Linked DNA regions of Gossypium raimondii: region 2 is linked to region 1. The links are chromatin contacts, called in public Hi-C maps. All regions are on one chromosome and are shown on one strand. Each heading gives the region's core, a stretch centred on a gene start, on an enhancer-like site or on the middle of the called end of the contact. The rest is flanking DNA. Distances are from core to core; before and after follow the strand shown. Region 1 holds the start of LOC105772957 (ATP synthase gamma chain, chloroplastic). Region 2 holds the start of LOC105773020 (arogenate dehydratase/prephenate dehydratase 1, chloroplastic).

Region 1 (4,185 bases), core at 674-3,173:
GCCAATTCACGAATCCGGCCTTAAAAGACTCCGTAAAGACTAACTTATAAAGCCAAGAATCTAATATAAACAATGGTGTAAATGTAATGAAGCAAATTGATATCTTGGTTTCATCTAAACCCTTTTAATTGTCCAAAGAAACAGATGATAAGATTAAGTAACCAAAAGCTGCAGGGAATCAAATGAACCTGCATGAAAGAAGGCCCCTCTTGAGCAGCTCTAATGAATGAAGCCTATTGAATCTCTCACGGTTTAAATTCAAGAAAGAAAATTATTCTTGCTTGCAATATATCAAAGGCAACTGGAGCATGCGAAACTCGATCTTCGACGGTGACCGGACAAGTATTATACATGTAAGGGGCAAATAACATACAAAGATGGGTAAATGCTCTTATTTTTCAACTCCAAAAGACATTGCGGTTCCCACTGTGCAAAGAGTTCATAAGCATTCGAGAATTACAATGCAAAAAAAAAAACATATCAGCATGGCTGTTCTTAAACAAGTATATAGGATTGAATAGGGAAACTACTCATAATTTAATAATTCTTTTTAATACCTACAAGGGAACATAATTGATGGTGAAACAGGTTTCAAGTTCATTAGACCAAAGCATTGGCACCAGCAACAATCTCCAATATCTCTCCGGTGATTTTCGCTTGACGCTGCCGGTTGTAGACGATAGACAAGGTCTTTTTCAGTTCCTGGGCATTATCAGTAGCATTGCTCATGGCACTCATCCTAGCTGCAAGCTCACTGGCTAGTGATTCCTGCAAAGCCCTCAGAACCTGGCTGTTGAGATAAAGAGGCAACAAAGCATCAAGAATCTGAACTGGGTCCTGCTCAAACTGCAAAATGGGAGAGAAATCAGCTGTCTGAGTCCTCATAACTTCTCTCTCCACCGTCAGTTTCCCTTCCCTGGTTGTCAATCTGAAGAACTCATCCTCAGCAGCATCAACACAAACACCATTTACATCACAGATTTCACCCTTTGGTGACAGTGGAAGCAAAGTATGAATCACAGGATCAGACTTAACCAAGGATACGAATTTGGTGTACAAAAGCTCCACTTTATCGACTTCTTCACTAACAAAGAGTGAAAAAACATCATCAGCAATTGCCTGAGCTTCTTTAGCTGTAGGGAGTGAGCTACCATCTAGGAATCTGTCCACTGGGATGTAAGGCCTGCGGATGAAATATGAATTACCCTTTTTCCCCACACTGATTATTGTATAATCAAGTCCAAGCTGCTTCAATTCTGCAATTCTAGCTTCAGCTTTCTTGATGATAGCATTGTTAAAACCTCCACAGAGACCACGATCACCAGTAACAACAACCAAAGCAACTTTTTTGACAGGCCTGACGTTTGTGAGAGGAGCATCTATGTCTTCAGTCTGGAGCTGTTCATTGATGTTGTAAAGAACTTCAACCAGGGACTCAGAGAAAGGTCTGCCATTGACAACAGCTTCTTGTGCTCTCCTAACTTTAGCAGCAGCCACAAGTTTCATGGCTTCAGTGATCTTCTGCGTGTTCTTTACTGAATCAATACGGTCTCTAAGCTCACGAAGACCACAGTGAACTGGGGTTACAGATGAGGACCTGGAAGGGTTACCGGGGGTTGAGCTCTGAGATGGGAGCTGAAAAGGGCTGATGAAAGAACGGAAAGAGAGTGAAGAAGTGTCAGAAAGAGAGGGTTTTGAGGACACCCACATTGTCAGATTTGAGCAAGACATGGTGACAATGGATCCCGGAGCTCTACAAAGGATTGCAAGAGAAATTTACTCTAAAGAGAGCAAGAGAAAGAGCTTTTTCCTACAATGGCTTGCTTTTGTATTTTGATTTTTATCAAGTCTTATCCTTTTGTGTGTTGGAGAGTAGTTTCTGGTATGGAGGAAATCAGAGGGAATGTGTGGAAGTGAGAGGGAGGGAATGGATGAGGTTTTGGGATAAGAATTTTGAAATTTTGGTCCATTGATATTTCACCATTACATCTTGATGGGGCCTTTTTGAAGTGGCAACCTCTGAATGGTTGCTTCTTGGATCTTAACTTGATAGGTTCCCTATTCTGAAAGGTATATGCCACTCCATGAATTTTGATACTTTTCAACCGTACTTACAATATTTACTTGTGTTAATTTCCAGGAAATATGTGTGGAAAAGGTTTGTACCTGATAAGAAAAGCCATAGACTTTATGTTGCAAAAAAACTGATTTTCTGTAAAAATGGTTGGAGAACAGGTCAAAAGAGCTTTATGATTTGAATGTCTATCATACTTCCATACAAAAAAATCAAAAGATTACATTTCAGAAAACAAATGCGTTGCCTTCGACATATTGCTGGTGTTCTATACCCTGTAACAATAAGAAATGAGGAAAAAAAAAGGAACAAAAAAGATGATGAAATTTCAAGGCCACACATTCATGGACCGATACATCATTAGTCAAAATTATGCAGAAGATCAATTCCAATTTAACAGGTCGAAACATCTTGCATCAGAACCGAAATGCTCCATCATCTTCCTAGATCAGTGTTGCAAGAGCTTTTAACTGTCAATGTCTACTCCTTTGAACCTATGAGATCTAGAGCTCTAGGTAATGAGAAAGGAAAGAACAGGCCAATTCAAGAACTTCCAGGCCCCTGAATGCATATCCAACTTATAAACAAAACAGAAACAATCATCATAACATCATCTTTTCCTAAAACTGATTTTCGAGTAGAAAATTTCACATAATAATACATACAATGGCATAAATTAGCAACCTGTCGTGTTCGACAGCTGCATAATTGGCTACAATCCACACCATAGGCGAAATCTCTATATTTATTTGACATAAAGAAAAAGTTCTCGGTTGTTCATTATCTGATGACAATGAATAAGAATGAAGGGGGGGAAAAATCAAAGGCAACTGAACTAACATGAGTAAGAAAATATAAAAACTAAACTCTTGTCTCCTCATTTTCTTCCCCAAGGAGGGGTCTGACAATAGCTTGATACGTCTGTCGGTAAGGAACCACTCCGTTAAGCACCATGGAGTCATGCAATTCAATAACTTCATCTGCGCTACAATTCTTAGCAGAACATGTAATGAGCATCGTGTATGTTATAAAATCAGGAATCAGGCCCTCTAGAACCATTCTCTTCGTTAGTTCTTTTGCTTGTTGAATGCACCCACACTTGCAAAGAAAGTTTATCAATGTATTGTAAGTTACTGTGTTTACAAACCTCCCTACCTTTCGCATCTCCATTAACAGAGAAAATGCCTCATCCATATTACCACAGCTGAAATAACCGTTAATGAGAGTATTATATGTTATAGCATCAGGTAAACCCAGACTCTTTAACGAATCTATCATCCGTCTTGCAGCATCCATTGACATCTCCTTGCACAATCCATTAAGAATAGAGTTATATATCACTATGTTGGGCTTTTTCTCCACCTTCATCTTTTCGTAGACCCAAACAGCACTTCCTAGTTTCCCTTCCTTGCAATACCCATCAATTAAAGCACCATAGGTGACCAAGTCTGGAATTAAACCACGGATGAACATGCTACCCACAAGTTGCATGGCTCCTGATAAATCATTGCTTTTACAAAGGTAATTGATGAGAATATTGTGTGAGAATGTGTCTTCAATGACATTCTTTTCCATAATCTGGCAATGAAATTTAAAAGCTTGCATCACATATCCATTTCTGCAAAGCCCCTGTATAACAGTAGAGTAAGTGAATTGATCAGGGAATACATGCTTGTCAATCATGTCCGATAATACTAAAGAAGATCCCCCGATATCACCTTCTGAGTAAAGCCAATGGAGGATTGAATTATAAACAACTGTATTAGGCATCAAGCCCCTTTCCGCCATTTCATCACACAATCTTAATGCCTCCTCCAAACACCCTCCTCGTGCATAACCATCTATCATTGCTGCATAAGACCTTACATCAGGCTTGACACCTGCCTTAATCATATCATTAAGGACTTCTTCTGCAAACGCAACTTTCCCTAATTTGCAAAACCCGTTAATGATAGAATTATAAGTTACGGTGTTGGGCGAAACAAAGTTCTCTGACATTACTCCCATCTTTTCAACTAGCTTCAAAGCAAGCTCTATGCCACCCACCCTACAAGCTCCATCTATTATCATGTTGAAAGTAACAATATTAGGCAGGATCCCACTCTTCAACA
Region 2 (4,185 bases), core at 791-3,290, 140 kb before region 1:
CTTAGAAATTGCATTGACCAAAACCCTGTAACGGTCCAAGTTATTAAAGATAAGACACAATACCTTATAAAAGAATAATACAAGAAAATTGGAAATAAATTTATAGAGCACGTCCACGATCAATGAAATCACTAGATCATTCAAGTACACGGTCCAACCTAATTAAATTACATCTGAAAGGAAAGATATTCATTGTATACAAGTATGAATTAATCCTGTCCTAGATCAGGTAACGGTTATACTCCTTTATCCGTACACATGCGGAGTGAGTACATTTGGGAGTCATTCAAACCTTGAACAACTCAAGTTCATCCACGTGAGAGTCCTATCCCATCCCATTGGCTTGACATTATGCATGATACTCAAAAGTTCCAAAAAAGAATATTCCTCCTACTCATAACTACACATGTTAGCAGAAGATGTTGTTCGTAAAAGTAAGCGATGCATGATTCAGTGCAAAATTTTTATGTCCGGCTTCAAACAAACATAACTAAAGATCATAAGCATCAAAAGCCATCAACAAAGTAAATCTCAACTGCCAAGCTAGGAATCTCATTTTGTATTTACTTTCTTGCTAAACCAACGGTTCCATGGGACCGAATAGTCCAAAACAGTTCCAAGCAGGAGACAATAGCAGCCATCTTCTATCTTTACATAGCTACATAACCTTGAAGCACATTCAAACAACTGACATTGAATATAATTGGCCTCATAAATGTAATTCTACATATCAAATGAAACATCATTAATCCTAACGAATGTTCCAACTGTCCTTTATTCAAACTCATTCAAAGTAGAACCTTTCATTTAGCTATAAACACTAGAACAACAAATGGACCCATCTACATTGCCCTTCAACATATTTTAGGATTCTTTTCAACCTCAATCAAAATATTTGCATCAAAAATTAAAAATGAAATGAACATTATTTCCATCTATAATTTCATTAATGCTAATTTATAGAACAAAGCATAGCTTCCATCACATCTAAAATTCATTCAACAACTCAATAAAATTATAGGAAGAGAATTATAAAAAAAAAAATTAAAACCCAATATTAGTTGAAAGTACTAGAACCGAGTTAGATTACTAGGAAGAAGATTCAAGTCCTTGTGAAACCCCCTTGAGATTGTGTTCCCATCGTTATCAATCTTCCCAGTGGGAGATGTCTTGGCCCCAGGCTTCTCGTCTTCAACAAGACAAATAGCACTTTGTGCTGAAGCACCCAAAGCACAGCATTCCAATCTAATAGTCCTCAAATCCAACACAATCCTACCTCGGCTATACCCCAAAGCTGGTATCTCAAGAAGAGACTGAGGCTTTTGAGAACAAAAGAAGATCGGAACACACTTCAAAGCCATCAAAAAATACAAGAAATCTCAAAAACCAAATAACACAATGCCAATGTCCTGCTATTTTTCTATCAAAAGAACAAGAAAAGGCCAAAACTTCAACCTCTCAATGAGTGAAAAAAAGAATCAAGTTTGGTGGTGCGGTGTTGTTGGTGAAACAGAGTGAGAGGCAACTTGAAAGGAGAATGCAGGTTAAGTATGAATGGACCCCATAACACAAAACTACTCAAAAAAGAAAAGCCCAAACTATTTTTTTCTCCCCTTCTTTTCAACTGAGAAATCAAACAAATGTTACTGGTAATTCAAAGAACTTGGGTAGACTAGAAAAAGAAGAGGGTAGTTGGGAAAGGAAAGTTGGCTACACGTTTCCTTAGATTAGAGGGTGTTTGACGTCAAAGAAGGAAAGGAAAAAAAACAAAGGTGAAGCCAAGCAATCCAATGAGAATCCAATCTTCAAGAGTGAAACCTGGGTCCTGGGAACAACTATATCACCACCAAACCTTCCATATATGATATTAAATAGAGGAGAATAGGAAGAGTATAATCAGGGAATGGTTTTGGAAACCTGGAAATGGCCTTCCAAATTTCACAATAATGGCTGAGCTGGCTTAAACCATAACATTAAATTGTATTGGGGAAGAAAATAAATATTAGATAGTATATTCTTCCAAATGTTTTCTGTAGCGTTATCAAAATCCAGTTCAGGCGTTACTAAAGTTATTTAAATAAAATATCTCAATTTTGGACTTTTTTTAAGAAATCTTATCCCTTGTACTTTTTATTCATATAAAATTGTACCCTATTTTCACTTTTAAATAAAAGATAAGGAACTCAAATTCATATTCTTTTATTTCGATAAATTTTAGTATTTTTAGGTGAATTGTCAAATTGAACCGGAACTCTCAATTTTCTATTTAAAATATTTATCGATCTAAAAAAAGTTTTTGTATTATAAGTTAATTTATATTTTGTTCTTTTATTCAAAAGTAAATAAATTAGAGCAAATTGGTTCATTTTTTAAATATCTATCTATTTTATTATTAAAATTAGTTTATATATGTCAACATGAGGTACATGTGGCACACCATGTATAATTGTTTAGTTATTTCATTAGTCAAGTTAGTTTTTAATAGTAAAAATGTATGTTCTTTAATAGAAATGATCAGTTTGCTTTTTTATTTAACTACAAGAACTAATTTAGATTAGGTTTGATCATGGATTGGGCCATTTGCCTAGACCTGAAAACCCGCTCGAAAAAGTGGGAGAGTTTGGACAAAAATATAGATCCGAAAAATGAACTTGGACAAAAAATAACACCCGTTTTCGAAATGGGTTGGGCCTCAGGTAAAATTTTTTTGCCTGGACTTGATCCAGCCCGGATCTGTTTTTAAAAAAATTTCTATTGCTGTTTGTTGTCATTTTGCTTTGTTTTGCTACTATTTTGTTATTATTATTTGGAAATTGTATAACTATTATTTTATTATTAATTTTGTTACTATTTTAAAGGCATTTGCTTGCTAAGTTGTAACTATCTTAGTATTATTTAAGTATAAAGATTTTTTTAATGTATTTTCAATTTATTGGGAAATATTTATTTTAATGTTTTTAGTATATTTGATGTATTGTATTTTTTAAATTTATTTTTATATAAAAATAATATAAAAAATTTCAATATGGGCAGGCCAAGTAGGCTCGGGTTTAGTATTTTTTTATCTGGGTCAAGTTTGAGCAAAATTTTAGGTCTATTTTTTGAGTCAAACTTAGGTATAAAATTTGACATCGGCCTAGCCCATGATCAAATCTAATTTAAATTTACTCATTTTTTTAATAAGATACAATTTAATTCTTGATATAGGAACTTTTATGATACTTTTATCCAATTTTTTAATATATCTTATTTATTAATTAAAATCAATAATATAGTACATAATCAAGTTGTGAATGTCGTACAACAAAGGATTATCTGTATTTAGTAAGGTGATGGAGCATACACAATTACTAGATTGGCACCTAAAACAAAAAGCTACAAACTCAAAACGAGGCACTAGGGCCTTTACAGCAGACACATCCATTTCAATTCTTCTAAGCTTTGTAACATTGTTGGCTGAGTGAGTCACTTTCAATTTAACATTCTGATGACTAGACTTGATTACCACCAGGTTGGGTCGATTTTTAGATTTGAGTTCCATTTAGCTTCAAAAATCTAAAATTCCAACTTTAATAACACTAATATATTTCTAATTTAGCAAGTAAATGGATTTAAAATGGTAGCAAATTAACAATAAAATAAGACTTATGTAATGTCCAAACAATAACAATAAAATAGTAGTAATATAATAGCAAAACAACAACAACAAAGTTTAAGCTTATCCATGTCGGGGACCAAAAAGTCCTACCGAGACTCGACCCGTTTAGAAAACGAACATTATTGTTTTTCCCAGCCTAATTTTTTGACCTATATATATTTTTGTTCAAACCCTTTCATTTTTTAAGTAGATTTTCGAGCCTGGACGAATGACCCAACCCATGATTAGATCTACTGATAACCCATGGGTCGGGTTTTAAATTCATGGTTTAATAATTTTAAAAATCTTTTTTGTATTTCAGTTTCGTCATTTTTTCTTATTCTTTTCATTTTTACTTTTCATTAAGCTTTTCGATATCTGTTTTCTATCTCCAGGTTGATATACACTTTGTAATTTTCATTTTTTTTTCAGCTTTATTTTAAAAGTATTTGACATAACATATTATTAGAATTAAATTAAATTATTTTTAACCAAATAAGTAAAAATTAATTTGATAACCTTTAAAATATTTTCAAGTGTTACAAATT

Evidence for each region. Hi-C and Micro-C count contacts between places; a contact is called where the count stands out from the background.
Region 2: a Hi-C map of leaf shows a contact between it and region 1, with 4 times the contacts expected there. The contact joins the promoter of LOC105773020 here to the promoter of LOC105772957 in region 1. A contact is called at or near these places in 2 of 2 Hi-C or Micro-C datasets (both in leaf).

The regions. Positions count from the first base shown.
Region 1 is chr6:50,953,693-50,957,877 of ASM2569854v1, reverse strand. It overlaps LOC105772957 (ATP synthase gamma chain, chloroplastic), which reads right to left and starts at 1,923. Exons shown (of 2, transcript XM_052632835.1): 1 at 562-1,923; 2 at 79-426. The coding sequence starts at 1,731. The coding sequence ends at 601. It overlaps LOC105772956 (pentatricopeptide repeat-containing protein At1g11710, mitochondrial), which reads right to left. Exons shown (of 2, transcript XM_012594482.2): 2 at 2,690-4,185. The coding sequence ends at 2,936.
Region 2 is chr6:51,093,139-51,097,323 of ASM2569854v1, reverse strand. LOC105773020 (arogenate dehydratase/prephenate dehydratase 1, chloroplastic) reads right to left here and starts at 2,040. Exons shown (of 11, transcript XM_012594588.2): 1 at 1,091-2,040. The coding sequence starts at 1,361.